Regions from separate parts of the Mus musculus genome. Here region 2 is linked to region 1. Evidence: chromatin contacts called from public HiChIP or PLAC-seq data. All regions are on one chromosome and are shown on one strand. Each heading gives the region's core, a stretch centred on a gene start, on an enhancer-like site or on the middle of the called end of the contact. The rest is flanking DNA. Distances are from core to core; before and after follow the strand shown. Region 1 overlaps Gm34490 (a long non-coding RNA gene). Region 2 holds the start of Slc16a1 (solute carrier family 16 (monocarboxylic acid transporters), member 1).

Region 1 (3,086 bases), core at 251-2,750:
CCTCTAACTCCTAAGCAATCCTCTGCCTCAGCTGCTGAGGGCTAGAATTACAGCTACGTGGTACACACTCAACTTCAAGCCACTGTTTGTTTGTTTGTTTGTTTTTAAAGTCGTTTTACAGCATTTACTATCTCTTTAAATGTTTTGTATTTATATTTTATTTATAGGTATGGTACATACATTTTAAATTTTTGAATTAGTGGGAAATTCTTTTTTAAAAAATTTAATTGGCTATGCATGGTGGCAAATACTTTTAATCCCAGCATTCAGGAGGCAGGAGCAAGTGTATCTCTGTGAGTTAGCAAGTGTATCTCTGTGAGTTCAAGGCCAGCCTGGTCTACAAAGTGAATTCCAGGAGAGTCAGAACTGTTACACAATAAAACCCTGTCTCAAAAAACAAAATAAATAAGTAAATAAGTAAATAAATAAATAGATAGATAGATGCCTCCACTCTTTGCCAGCAGTAATAACAACAAGCTGGGCATAGTGGTTGCACATCTGTAAATCCCAGTGCTTGGGGGACAGAGGCAGCAGTTCATGAGCTACATAGTTGAGACTCTTTTTTTTGGGGGGGGGGGTGTTCGAGACAGGGTTTCTCTGTATAGCCCTGGCTGTCCTGGAACTCACTTTGTAGACCAGGCTGGCCTCAAACTCAGAAATCCGCCTGCCTCTGCAGGGATTAAAGGCGTGCGCCACCACACCCGGCTCCATAGTTGAGACTCTTAAAAAACACAACACAAGACAAACCCAAAATGATTCTGACGAAAGAGCTCTAAGACACACTGACCACGAAATGAGGCTACAGCTAACCTACGGAACAGGGCTGCTACCGAGCCGGAGAGAGAATCCATAACAGTTTAAATCAAGCTTCCTGTGCCCATCAAGGTGCTCAGTTTCTCTACAGGCTGCTTCCGCCCATCCCTCCTTACACACTTAATCCACTAAATCACCCTGGCTGTCACGGAGAGCAGTGGAGAGCAACACGCAGCCGCTCTCCGAACTGCGCACCAGCTTCCAGCCACAATGGCCAATTTGGTGTGTCCATTTCAGCCCATTTTCAAATTAAAGTTTCATTACTGCTGCTATTAAGTTGTTCCCTTAAGGAGGGGGGAAAGAAAAGGGAGGTCTTGGAAAGAGTAAGCCGGGAGTGGGCCTCCCGAAGCGACTGGCCACTTTAGGCAGATCGCTTTGCAAAATGCAATGGGTGATGTGTGGTTCCTGGGTAGGGCATCTGGCCACCTTCACTTCAGCAAACTGCTGATTCCCAGGTTCTGGCTCTGACTGGACTGCCAGAGACCTGACAGATGGCTAACATCCTCCCATTCTCCCTTTCCTGTCTTTATACTCTGTCTCTCCTCTTGCCCTGAAAATGGCCAGGAAAAGGAGTTTCTCTTTCATGCCCTGGAGGGTTGAGACACTCTTGCCTTCTTTCCTTCCTAAGTTTAATGCCGCAGACTTGTCCTGGCCAGGCCAGAGAAGGTTGCATCACAGATGCTGCTGCTGCTGCTGCTATATTTAACCCCCACATGCCTTTCAATCAGAGCAGGCCATGCGATGAAAAACAGCCGTGACAAACTGCTGCGGGTATCTTCTGGAGAAGAAAAACATTGAATTTTAAAGCTGTGTATGCTTTTGTCTTGCAGTACGTTTCTCTGGGGACTAAATTTCCTCGCCCGCTTTCTGAATCCTGTCTGAGGGGGGCAGGGGTAGGTAGTTCAGTTAGCCTCTAACTGTTAGACAGTGCAGGTGCACAGGCTTTGAGTTGACACCACCGCAAAACAATGAAATAACTTAAATAAGAGTTAAGGAAATGTGGGTGTTTACTCTTCGGGCTGTCAAACAGCCCCTGAGAGGAGTCTAAATAACCAGGAGACTTGCAAGCAAAGCCTTTGTTAGAGTGTTTCAGTCTAAAGATCCCGTACCCTGTTCCCTCCAGCCTCCTTCAGATCAATTCCCTTCATCTCCAAGTCCCAGTTTTCTACTCCTGGGTAAAATGGTAAAATGACCAGCCCTATTTCACCAGGGAGTTTACTGTGAGGAGAATTAATGTGGTAAAGTGACACCCCTGCCCCTCAGACAGGATTCAGAAAGTGGGCAAGGAAATTTAGCCCCTAGAGAAATGCACTGCAAAACAAAATTATACACAGCTTTAACATTCGATGTTTTTCTCCTCCTGAAGATACCTGCAACAATTTGTCACAGCTGTCTTTCATCACATGGCCTGCTCTGATTGAAAGGCATGCGGGGGTTAAATATAGCAGGTCTCAAAACCTGGCCTAGTAGTGCTTTCCTGATCATGAGTTGGAGGCCAGCCTAGGCTACTAGAGGACTCCATGTCTCAAAAACAAAGTGAATAAGTGTGGGCAATAATTAATTCAACTCTAATTTAGTCCAATAGTCAGTCAGTCTCTCTCTCCCCCCTCTCTCTTTCTTCCTTTCTTTCTTTCTTTCTTTCTTTCTTTCTTTCTTTCTTTCTTTCTTTCTTTCTTTCTTTTTCAAGATAGGGTTTCTCTGTGTAGCCCTGGCTGTCCTGCAACTCATTCCCTAGACCAGGCTGGCCTCGAACTCAGAAAGCTGCTTGCCTCTGCCTCCTAAGTGCTGGGAATAAAGGCATGGGCCACCATGGCCTGGCCTCTTTTCTTGAAAGAGGGTTTCTCTATTATGTAGTCCTGGCGCTTGCTATGTAGACCTGGCTGGCCTCAAACTCAATCCTTGTGCCTATACTTCCCAAGAGCTGGGATTAAAGGCATGCATCATGCCTGCAAACCTCTTTTCTCTTTTCTTTTCTTCTTTCTTTCTTTCTTTTTCTTTTTTTCTTTCTTTTTTTATTTTTTGTTTTTTTTGAGACAGGTTTTCTCTGTATAGCCCTGGCTGTCCTGGAACTCACTCTGTAGACCAAGCTGGCCTCGAACTCAGAAATTTGCCTGCCTCTGCCTCCCAAGTGCTGGGATTAAAGGCGTGTGCCACCACCGCCCTGCTTTGCTTCTTTTCTTTCCTTTTCTTCTTTTTCCTTTCTTTCTTTCTTTCTTTCTTTCTTTCTTTCTTTCTTTCTTTCTTTCTTTCTTTCTTTCTTTCTTTCTTTCTTT
Region 2 (3,086 bases), core at 165-2,664, 73 kb before region 1:
ATCCCCGAAGACTTGGACTTAGAAGCACCATTTACCACTTAATTAAAATAAATGAATGATGAATAAATAAATTCAAGAGTCTCTTATTCAGCTGAGAAAAACAAGCAAAACACGAGAACAAAAACCCACCCTGCTTGATTTAATTCCCATCCACCCTTTCCCAAACTCTCGTACAATTACTAATCTCACACATCAGCATATACTCATTTAAAACCAAAGTAATTTTTTTTCAATGCCGACGATCAAACTTTGGAGCCTCAGGCATGGTAGGCCAGGCAGGTAGGTACTCATGCCACTGAGCAACACACCCCGAGCCTAAGCGGAATGACGCCTTAAGATTTCAAAATTAGTTATGGGTAAAAAAAAACAAAAGTAGTTTGTCACTGTGTAACTACTAGCAGTAGCCCGCCAGTTTATAATGAGCCACTGGAAAACGGGAAAAGACTGAAGTAGTAACACGTGCGTTTCCTGGTTGAGTGATCAGACGCTAGTTTTCGTAACTGCTGGTTGCACCAAAAACGCCATCATAAAGAAAAGCTAAAATGTACTCGGCAAAGGGATGTACTTGGCCCAGAAAGTGTGCTCTGACCAAATATAAGGACGTTTAAATCTGCTCCACAGGGATGCCTTGGGACCCCGTGCCCGCGGCAGACGCGCCGAAGCCACAGGTTGGACCATAAAGAGCCCCTTCCTCAAAGTTCACTCGAACCCCGTAGTCTTGTACCGGCGGTCCGCAATGCAGCTCCTCACATTCCTCACACCACTCTAGCAAGTCACCTGGTGGGACACCGATTGGCAGACCGGGGAGGCTGGGCGGGTATGCCACGAGTCCTAAGTAACTCCCGCCCCAGCAGAAGGCGGCAGGAGTGCACCACGTGAAGCGGCCTCAGGTCGTCCCTCTTCCCGACCTAAGCATCTCTCCAGGCGCCTAGAGTAGGCAGCGCTGGAAGCGTCTCCCCCAAGGTCACCGGGCACCATGACCCGACTCCCGCAGCCCGGCGGCCGCCACCTGACCACGGGCCCGCAGCTCGGCCGGGAGAGACGCTGTGCCCAGCGCCTCAAGGTCCCCTTCACCCACGCCACGTTCCGGGCCACGCGGCTCCGCGCGCCCAGGATGCCGCGTCGCTCGCCCCGACCCTTGCCCCAGGGAGGAAAGTCCCCGCGTGCCCGCGGGGCTCCGCGACCCCACCGGGGCACCAAGGGCACCGCGGATTCCGTGCCGCGCGCTGCCCGCTCAGCCCGGACTAACCGTTATGTGTGTCTCGCGGCGCCCGGAGTATGCGTGACGCGGCGGCGCGGGCCGCAGTTCCTCGGAGCCGGGGGGGTCCCGCTCGTGTCCCCTGCCCGCCGCCGGGCTCCTTGGCTGCTGCACCTACACGACCGACCAGTCACGTCGCAGCTCGCCACTTTGTCTGGCGGGGCAGGCGCGGCTGCCTTATAACCCGCGGGGGCCGGAGCATGCGCACAGGGGGTGGAGTCGGCCTTCCCGGCCGCCGCCCCCTCCCTGCCATACATACTCCCAGCTCGGCATCTCGCGCCTCCACACGCTGCGGGCTGCGCGTGCCCGCTCGCTCGCTCGGGCGCGCGCGCCGGCGCCCCCCTTCCCGCCACGTGACCCGGCGCCGCGGCCCGGAGACCCCGCACATCCTTATCAGCGCTCTGAGGGGGTAGCTTCTTTTGGCGCGTGCCGGGGACGCCATCGTGGGCCTCACCCCTCAGGCTCTGGAGGAGAAAAGGGGAAAAAAAAACTGCCCTGAGGGCGGACCCTGAGGTGCAGAGGGCGAAGGCGATGGACCGTCGGAGTCCGGGGACTGAACAGCATTTTGAATGGACGGACACTGGTAGACTCCGATGTGGGCCTGGAACCCGGGCTCGGGGACCCTGGGAAGTTGCTGGAACCCTCCGGGCCTGTTTCCTTGCGCTACATCAGCCACTATGGAGGCGTTAGGAAGTTTAATGTGCGATTTTACGCAAGTATCTCGTCACAGAGCCTGACCTGTGGCATTTGATGAACGCTTAGTTTAAGGACAAGCCGGTCAGGAGAAACTGGCCCCGGGGCAGAGAGTGTGTACGTTGGAAACGCTGATATGAGCATGCTCTTAGGCCAGAAGTTTATGAACACTGGATTTGGGGGACGGGTCGGGATTATGGCTAGTGGGATTAGGACAGTTGCATGCTAAGTAAGCACTGTACCAGAATTATCTTGTATGATCTTCACAACCGTATTAGGTGCCAAGAAGATCTTGTAACTAAGGAACCCCGGGCTTCACGAGGTTAACTGGCAGAAGTCACCAGGCTAGGAAGTCGCCAACATTTAAAGTCAAAGCCACAGAGCCTGGTGTCACAAGAGCCATTTTCGGTTCTTCACCAAGCCCAGATTCCAAAGTGTCTTGAAGTGGTAAACTAGTGAGTACTCTTGATGGCCAGGACCCTTGATATTTTTATTATTACGAGATGGGTATTTGGTTGGTTGTTTTTGATTTCTTGTTTTTTTTTTTTTTTTTTTTTTTTTTTTTTGAGATAGCCTCGTGTGTGTGTATAGCTCCACCTGGCCTGGAACTCATCATGTAGATCAGGCTGGCTTCGAACTAAGAGAGCAAACATGAAAAAAAAAAAAAAATCAACCCGCCTCTGTCTCCCTACCGCTAAGATTATTTGTTTAATTTTGTGTTTTGAGACATGGCCTTATTATGTATTCTCTTGGCTGGCCTGAAACTTGTAACGTTGATTAGACTGGCCTCAAACTCAAGAGATCCGCCTGGTTTTGCTTCAGTGCTGCTATTAAAGGCATGTGCTCCATCACACCCAGTGAGAATATTTTTTAAAGTCAGGCCTTCTGGCTTCCAAGGCTCTTACTGCATACCAAGATCCTGCCCTCCCCGCCATTTGCTCTTCGACCTCTCCCTACCTACACTGGTTTTCCTAATCCTCCGAAATAGGCCCTCTACTTAGTTTTGTGGATGAAGAACCAGAGATTGAAAAGAGGCCCTGTGTGCCCCAGCACTCAGGAGGCAGAGGCAGGCAGATTTCTGAGTTCGAGGCCAGCCTGGTCTGCAAAGTGAGTTCCAGGACAGCCAGGGCTATAC

Evidence for each region. HiChIP or PLAC-seq counts read pairs in DNA pulled down with a chosen protein or histone mark.
Region 2: a contact with region 1 is called in an H3K4me3 HiChIP or PLAC-seq map of the SCID.adh cell line, with 22 read pairs. The contact joins the promoter of Slc16a1 here to the enhancer-like site in region 1. A contact is called at or near these places in 15 of 39 promoter capture datasets (the 3T3-L1 cell line, 3T3-L1-derived adipocytes, the C10 cell line and 8 more), 1 of 15 datasets of contacts at CTCF or cohesin (large pre-B cells), 24 of 484 Hi-C or Micro-C datasets (the AML12 cell line, the HPC-7 cell line, the N1E-115 cell line and 14 more), 20 of 115 datasets of contacts at active chromatin or transcription factors (the 230-238 cell line, the SCID.adh cell line, acute myeloid leukemia and 13 more) and 2 of 9 other capture datasets (adipose tissue and embryonic stem cells).

What each region holds. Positions count from the first base shown.
Region 1 is chr3:104,564,210-104,567,295 of GRCm38.p6, reverse strand. The region is part of intron 1 of Gm34490 (a long non-coding RNA gene); the gene reads right to left. Among named protein-coding and RNA genes, the nearest start is that of Gm34490, 10 kb to the right of the region's middle. Within about 2 kb of position 1,500, at least 50 of the 459 cell types and tissues checked have an H3K27ac peak or open chromatin away from gene starts, as enhancers often do. A contact at or near this core is called in the 230-238 cell line, the N1E-115 cell line, the SCID.adh cell line and 9 more, where this site is marked.
Region 2 is chr3:104,636,992-104,640,077 of GRCm38.p6, reverse strand. It overlaps Slc16a1 (solute carrier family 16 (monocarboxylic acid transporters), member 1), which reads right to left and starts at 1,414. Exons shown (of 5, transcript NM_009196.4): 1 at 1,250-1,414.